Linked DNA regions of Sus scrofa: region 2 is linked to region 1. Evidence: chromatin contacts called from public Hi-C data. All regions are on one chromosome and are shown on one strand. The core of a region is the stretch at or near the end of the contact, and the rest is flanking DNA. Distances in the headings are between cores, read along the strand shown. Region 1 has its middle 37 kb from the start of AKR1E2. Region 2 overlaps LOC102159132 (a long non-coding RNA gene).

Region 1 (3,965 bases), core at 921-3,420:
CTGCCGTTCTTTAAATATTTGGGAATCCAGTCTAAGGCTTACGTGTTCAGATTCTTTCCAGAAATTTCACAGCATATAACATCAATTTAAATTTCTCCATCCTACGGAGTATCAGCTCTGTTTCCCAGCTGCATCCTCAAGACAGCGGGGTGGACAGCCTTCTCAGGGAAAGAGACCCCTAATGCCAGCAGTTGGCTTTTCAGTGCAGGAAATGATACACCTCAAGGTTCGCATTATCTTTCTTCTTTTTTAATTAGTAAATCATATACTTGTGCACGAGCCTGAGTCAACAGACCAGGCTTTATTGTCTCCAGCATACAATTCTCTCCTACCATTAGGGAAATTGGCTTATTCCTGGATGTCTCAAAAGCTTCCTAAACACAGGGAATTTAGACAATGAGAAAAGGGTTTTGTAATGGAGCGTCTTTCACAAATCAATATTAAATCACTAACGGACTTGGAAAGGGGTACAGACCGGAAAGCCATTTGTTTTAATGGAATCTCATGAGGAATGCGTAAAAAAGAATATGCCCTGAATATCTTCCTAATAAATCAAAACAAGGGAATCTGTATAATAGTAAATATAACTTTGAGAAAATGTAATTATCTTAATTTTTTTTAAGGACCAGCCCCAGACATTGTTTTGAGAACCACTACTTCGTATGTTCCTGTAATCCTCTAACCTCTGAAAACCATTATACATGATACATCCAAATTCTAACCATGGCATTGGTTATTCCAGTATTTTGAGAACTATTTGAAACATAAAGGTAAAGTTCCTCCATTCGTGAAATTAACGCAATCTGAAAATTCACATATTAATCCAAAAAAAGAAAAAAAGAAAGAGGTTTGATTATTGAAAATATTATAGCTTTAGAGAATGAAAATTACACTGGAGGGGTAAAATTTTTAACAGCCCACTTAAAAATGTGGAGCAAAATATTTACTTGGCTGTGAGCATCTCTGTCAGCAAACTTCTAAATGATTACCGTGTCTTACGTGCAAGATGATATTTCGGTTACAATTAAAATCATTGGTTGGATTTTAAGACGCCTCCGACTCAACCTACAAATTTGGGATTTACTAGGAAAGAATAACAAAACATCTTAAAAACTTCTTGAAGGGTTCTTTTCTTCTTATATCAAGAAGCAAAATGCACTCAGTGCCCTGTTGAGTAAGTTAAAAAGCATCCAAGACATAGGCAAATTCCCTTGATAAAAATGTTTTCTAGATTAATATTGCTATTCAAAGTCCTTTCCACATCGCTTGGATTTTTCTTTTCCTTTTAAAGCACCAAGTTTCTCCTCCTGGTTTTGGAATCCATGAACAGATCCGGTGCCATGTCACAGACACAGTCAGATCCTTTAAAACCTTTTCTCTTTCTGTTTCTTTTTTTGAGTTTCCTGTCGGCCTGACACATTGTGTTCTCACATCCCTTGGAAACCACGTGGGGAAGAAATAAAGTGCACCCCTCCGTCCACAGATAGGCAATGTTTGCTCACCGACTGGGGGAAACACAACAGGTCACTGCAATTGGCTATATATGGTCATTCAGTCACACGGAGCAAGGGACGAGGCCAGGACACAGGAAACACCTGTGGAAAAGGACTCCGAATAATGGGCCCTTTTGCAGTTTAACTGTTCACAAAGCACAGAAATACCAAATACCAGCAACATGTTGGCCAATGTTATTTAAAACGGGCTCCCTGCAAAGACAGGGGAGCAGGTGCAAGACTTGCCTCTCAAAAACGTTCTGTTTTGGAGTTCCTGTGGCTCAGCCAAAACGAATCCAACTAGCAGGCAAGAGGATGCCAGCTGGATCCCTGGCCTCGCTCTGTGGGTTAAGGATCCGGTGTTGCCTGTGAGCTGTGGTGTAGGTCGCAGTCTCAGCTTGGGTCCTTCGTTGCTGTGGCATAGGCCAGGGGCTACAGCTCTGATTGGACCCCAGCCTGGGAACCTCCATATGCCGCAGGTGCAGCCCTAAAAAGCCACACACACCAAAAAAAAAAAAACGTGCTTTTTCTTTAGCACCAAGTCTTGCACGTTGTAGCACTACCCACGGTAAAAGCAATGAAAAGTCTTCAGGGCAGACACTAAAACTGTCTTTCAGGGATGTCCTTTCCTGAAACCTGGAAGATGTGGAAACAAGGAACTTGTGCCTGAGGATGTAGCTCCATCTACAGGACGTGGGAGGTAGGACAAGGTCCATGTAAACAAATTCTCCGGCCACACGCGGATATTAAGGTTGTGTTTTGCTTCTGATAAATGAGCTTTTTCACTGAGAAGAAAGGAACGTGAAACGAGGGGTGACGTGCACGTGGGCCATTCATTCCTGAGGCTTTGATCGACTTAGTTTTTATTCTCTTCTTTGTAAATTAAAAAAAAAAAAAAAGTCCATGTAAGCTCATCTTTGGTTTAAAAGAAAAGGCAGTTCTGGTTGGGGATGTAGATGGCGGGGGCGGCTAGGCATTTGGGAAGCCGAGGGCATATGGGAAATATTTGTACCTTCCTCTCCATTTTGTTGTAAACCTAAAACGGCTCTAAAAAGTGCTCTTTTACATAAGAGAACAGACTTGTGGTTGCCAAGGGGAAGCCGGGAGCGAGGAGGAGTTTGCGGTTAGCAGATAAAACTAGTACATGTAGAATGGATGAGCAATGAGGTCCTACTGTACAGGACAGGAACCATATCCCGACTCTTGGGATAAAACATGCTGGAAAATAACACAGGAAAGGGAATGTATATATATACGTATGTATACATATATGCCTGGGCCACTTCGCTATACAGCAGAGACTGGTACAACATTGTAAATCAACCATATTTTAATTAAAAATAAATATAATAACAAATAGGGGTTTTGTTTTGTTTTGTTTCTTAGGGCCGCACCCATAGCATATGGGCCTATGGAAGTTCCCAGGCTAGGAATCGAATAGGAGCTGCATCTGCCGGCCTAGGCCACAGCCACGGCAAGACCAGATCTGAGCCATGTCTGCAACCTACACCACACCTCACAGCAACGCCAGATCCTTAATCCACAGAGAGAGGCCAGGAATGGAACCTCATCCTTATGGATACAAGTCAGGTTCTTTACTGATGAGCCACAAGGGGAACAATAAATCGTTTTTTTAAAACACAAAACCTCAGGCAGAGTCCACTCAGGGAGCACTGAATTCTTTTAGAAAATGGTATGGAGGTACCTCAGGAAACTAAACATAGAACTACCATATAATCCAGCAATTCCACTGCTGGGCATATATCTGGACAAAAGTTTCACTGAAAAAGATACACGCATCCCTGTGTTCATAGCAGCACTATTCACAATAGCCAAGACATGGAAACAACCTCAATGTCTATTGACAGATGAGTAGATTAAGAACATGCAGTACATATACATGGTGGAATATTACTCAGTCATAAAAAAGACAAACAAATGCCATCTTCAGCAACATGGATGGATCTAGAGACTCATTCTAAGTGAAGTCAGAAAGAGAAAGACAAATACCATATGGTATCGCTTGTTTGTGGAATCTACAATATGGCTCAGATAATCCTCTCCAAAAAACAAAAACAAAAAAACAAACACAAAAAACAGAAACAGATCATGGCCAAGAAGAGCAGACTTGGGGTTCCCAAGGGGAGAAGGGGAGGGAGTGGGATGCATGGGCATTTGGGGGGGGGGGTTGGATGAAAACTTATATTTGGAAGGAATGGGCTGTGGGTCCCTAACGTACAGAACAGGGAAATGTGTGTGATTGGGTCACTTTGCTGTACAACAGAACTTGATGAAACATTGTAAATCAACTATACTTTAATAAAATAATAATAATAAAACAAAAAAGAACATGTCAAACTAAAAATAAACTTAAAAAACCTTCCTCCAGTCCATCAAAAGAAAAAAAAAGAAGTCCTCTCTCCTCTCTGTTTTGGGTCCCGCCTGCTCCCGGCTCTCGGCTGGCCAGGGACT
Region 2 (4,095 bases), core at 284-2,783, 1.2 Mb before region 1:
GACCGTCCGGAAACCTCTGACCGCGGTAAAGACCCAGAGACGCTGCGAGCGCGGGAGTTGCACAAAACCCAGGCATCCTTCACGTGGCGGAGGTGGCACTGGAAGAAGATGAGCCAGCATGAAGGATGCCTCCCTGGAGGTCAGGCCCCTCCCATGACTGCAGCCCCAGGAACGCAGCTGATTATCCGCCCAATTTTCTCTCTGCTGATGAACGCCTCCCCGCAGCCTTCCGCTCACACGAAAGAACATTAAGAAACCAAACGGAGCAACGTATAAGATAATAGCCTAGGAAGATGAGTTTTGGTAAAAACAAATATATCATTCACGGACGCTACAGGCTTCAACACTTTTCCTAAAAGCACACGAAGCCCTCAGCTCTGTCAGGATCCAACCGACAGGTAAGCATTGGGCTAGAATATTACGAGCGGTTTCTTTCTTAGCCATTAAAGTGTGGGAACCCTTCACTTCCCCAGCCAGCCAGCCGTTCTGCTTGCCCCCAGGGTCTTTTTGTCTCCCCACCTGAGAGTATTTCGAGGCATAAAAGAAGACCTAAAACTCTGTGGTCATGAGGAGGTGTGGCAGCAGAAAAGGGAACACACAGGCGGCGGCATCTGCAAGCCCCGTGTCATCAGATGGGACCAGACAGTGGGTGGAAATCCAGCAGGCACTGCCGCAGGGTGCCAACCCCACCTGATGCACAGGAGATGCTGCGTAGTAATATAATAAAGAACACACGGGCTCAGCAGCCACGGTCACACCTCAGCACGCCACACTGGATCCACACTGCTCACGGCTGCCGACAGTGGGGAGGTCCCGACACCTCCTGGGTAAACTGGGAACTGGGTAAATTAGGGGTAGAACCAGGCAACAGTTTACTGTAACCTGTTAGTCCAACAAAACTCCTCAGCAAAACGTTCCTCCTGGTTGTGTGGAATTTATTTGCTCGCCTTGTTTCAACCTGTTAATCTCAAGAATGATTCAAGCTTCAATGGACTCTGACCTAAAATTAGCTGCAATTTTTTTTTGCACCTGTCTCTAGCCACATTTTTCTTAGAAGAGATCAAATAGCTTTAGTCACATTCTCTATTATAAAAAACAAAAACAAAACACCCAGGAGTTCCTGTCGTGGCATAGCAGAAAACAAATCTGACTAGGAACCATGAGGTTGCAGGTTTGATCCCTGGCCTCACTCAGTGGGTTAAGGATCCAGCATTGCCATGAGCTGTGGTTGTAGGTCACAGACACGGCTCGGATCCCGCGTTGCTGTGGCTGGGGTGTAGGCTGGCAGCTGTAGCTCCAATTTGACCCCTAGCCGAGGAACCTCCATATACTGCTGGTGCAGCTCTAAAAAAAAAAAAGGCAAAAGACAAAAAAACCCACAAAAAAACAAAAAACAGTGCCCTAAGGACCTACCAGCGTGTAGACAATAGCCAGGAAATTCAAGTGTGAATTGCACAGGGTAAGAGGAAGAAGGCTGTTTCTGATAAAGAAGACGGCAATGCAGGCCAGGCGCGCGGCCACGGCGGGACCAGGAGAAAGAGCTGCGCTGGCGGCCGCCCCCCCAGGACGGCCACGAGGGCCGGGTCAGGGCCACCACTGGCCTGGAGACCTCACTGCCGTCTGCAGAGGGCGTGGGGAGCTCTTCCAAGGAGCCAGGGCCCTTCCACGGCTGGAGAGGGTGGACACCTTCTCCCCTTCGGGGGAGCCCACACAGGAGGCCCCCCGTCCTCCCTAGGACGGACCAGGACGGCTCCTTACACGTCGGCCATCGTCACGTCTCTGGGAAATGTTAGGAAAAAACGGAAGCGGGAATGTTAGAACTCCTTTGAAAGAAAAGCCAAAGACTTTTTTTTTCTCTTTAGGGCTGCACCCACGGCATATGGAGGTTCTCAGGCTGGGGTTGAATTGGAGCTGCAGCCACTGGCCTACACCACAGCTCACGGCAATGCTGGATCCTTCACCCACTGAGCGAGGCCAGGGGTCGAACCCAAGTCCTCATGGATACTAGTCAGGTTCCTAACCCACTGAGCCACAGTGGGAACTCTGAAAAGCCAAAGATTAGTGAGGACACTGAGAACTTGCTGAAGAAGAAAGAGACCCTCGGCCAGGAGTCCTGGATGCATCCAGATCAACCAGGACCCCACGTCTGCTGCGGGAGCCGGGCCTGAGGCAGACGCTGTCTGTAAACCTCCTGGGTCATATGGGGTCACGCAGGTCGCACACGGTCTTACCGTGATGGCAGGGGACCCAGCTGTCGCTGGCCTGCTTTGCTTTCCTCTGCGCCGCGGAGGGAGCAGAGGGACGTCGTGGCGACAGACGCACGGGGGCGCAGGCCAGCGTCGCAGGAACACCTGTCCCCTCTCCTTCCACCGCAGCCCCACGCCCCGCCCGCTCAGGGCGGCCCGCGGAGCATCCTTCATGACCTCGCGCAGCAGAGGACACTCGAACCACGGCCCGTGCTTCATCTGGGATCAAGCTCGCACCCTTTCTCTGGGCGTAGAGAGGCTTCATCCGCCCGCCTCTCGCGTCTCAGTCCCTCCGCCCCGGATTCACGCTCCACTGCAGCCCAGCTCGCGCCCAAGGGCCTCCCCGCGCAGTCCTTCCAGACAAGCGGGTGGCGGGGGCCTCTGGGGGGCGGTCCGCTGCTCGCTGCTCTGGGGCCTGGCTGCGCGGTCTGCGCTGCCCTCCTACGCCTGGTCCTGCATGGGCCACTCCTGTGTCCTGATGCCGCGATGCTGTGACCCTCACGCGGCTGACCTCGTCAAACCTGGTTACGCTCGACGCACCGTCGCACTCCGGGCTCTTCCAAAAGGCGTAGCCCCTGCGTTATCCCGAGACAGAAAGCACGTCCCCGGCTTGGGGTCGGGGCAGGTACGGCTTCCCCTGCGGCAGACTTTGCCCAAACCTCGATCTTCCCATGCGCGCTTTCAACAGCCCTGGACGCCCCCGAGCGGACACCAGCGGCCCCGAGCGGACACCAGCGGCCCCGCGCGGGCGCTGGCCCGAGTGCAGCGTCGTCAGTGTCCCACAGGCCCCGGCTGGCTCTCGTCGCCTCCGTGTTCTCTGCCCCACTTAACAGGGCCCCAGTCCCACATCGAGGTTGGGTCTCTGTGTCCGACAAAACCGTTCCTGTCTCTTGTCACGACGGGGACGACGGCAGAACACAGACGAGGCAGCCGCAACGGGTCAGGCTGGCGGCTGAACTCGAGGCCGACCCCAAGGGCTTCTCGAGGTCCCGAGCGTTCCTTTCAGGAGTGACTGTCCCGGGCTGCTTGAGTCTTCCTGTCCGCGCTGTCCGTCTGCTGAGACGCGGGAGGGCCTGGCTGGAGAGCTGTCCTGACCCACATTCGCCTGGTGCGTGGCCGGGGCGAGCTCTGGACCCCTGCTCCCGGCAGGCGTGCCAGGTCACCGCAGGCCTCCACAGCGGCCTAGTGAGACTCACCTTCACATTCCCTGAGTTTTCCCTCCTGTAAAGTGCTTGGGCCCCCGGGGACCCCATCACGCTGCCTCTGGGTCCCACCACCTCAGAGCATGGATCGGGCCGCGGGGCCGCATCTCTCCCAGCCTGGCTTGGGTGGGCTCAAGACACAGGCAGCTCTGGCCTGGCTTCTCCAGCCCCTCTGTCTTCAGGGTGCGTCCCCCAGCGAGGGCCAACTCTTCCCTCCTTTACCAGGAGCCGTCCCTGCCAAAGTCATCGTTAGGGTTGTCCTGTGAGCTTCCAGGTTTCCTCTGGGGGGAGAGGTCTTAGGGTCACGGAAAGGGTGGGGGCGGGAGGACTGGAGACACAGGTTCACGAGTGGCCGGCAGAGTCCCCGCAGGTCCCGTTAGGGATTGAACTGTGTCCCCTGAAGCTGCCTGTTGAGCCTGGTGTGATGGCGTTTGGAGACGGGGTCTCTCGGGTGGTTCCTCAGCTTGAATGAGGTGGTGAGGGTGGGGCCCTGGTCCCAAAGACCGGGGTCCTCAGAAGAGGAGGAAGGGACCCCGCGTTGGCTCACCGCCCTGGGAGGGCTCGGCAAGACGGCACCGTCTGCGGGCCAGGCGGGCGTCACCAGAACCAACCCTGGTGGCCCCCTGGTCCCCTGGCCGGGCCCCCTC

The links. A called contact is a pair of places that touch in the nucleus more often than the background predicts.
Region 2: a contact with region 1 is called in a Hi-C map of retroperitoneal adipose tissue, with 2.8 times the contacts expected there. The contact joins two enhancer-like sites. A contact is called at or near these places in 1 of 5 promoter capture datasets (fetal skeletal muscle), 32 of 47 Hi-C or Micro-C datasets (adipose tissue, alveolar macrophages, blood and 16 more) and 2 of 2 datasets of contacts at active chromatin or transcription factors (alveolar macrophages and skeletal muscle).

Annotation. Positions count from the first base shown.
Region 1 is chr10:65,728,291-65,732,255 of Sscrofa11.1, reverse strand. No RefSeq gene overlaps it. Among named protein-coding and RNA genes, the nearest start is that of AKR1E2, 37 kb to the right of the region's middle. Within about 2 kb of position 2,170, at least 10 of the 83 cell types and tissues checked have an H3K27ac peak or open chromatin away from gene starts, as enhancers often do. A contact at or near this core is called in retroperitoneal adipose tissue, where this site is marked.
Region 2 is chr10:66,972,154-66,976,248 of Sscrofa11.1, reverse strand. LOC102159132 (a long non-coding RNA gene) reads right to left here. Exons shown (of 4, transcript XR_002336446.1): 4 at 1-98. Among named protein-coding and RNA genes, the nearest start is that of PITRM1, 23 kb to the left of the region's middle. Within about 2 kb of position 1,533, at least 2 of the 83 cell types and tissues checked have an H3K27ac peak or open chromatin away from gene starts, as enhancers often do. A contact at or near this core is called in retroperitoneal adipose tissue, where this site is marked.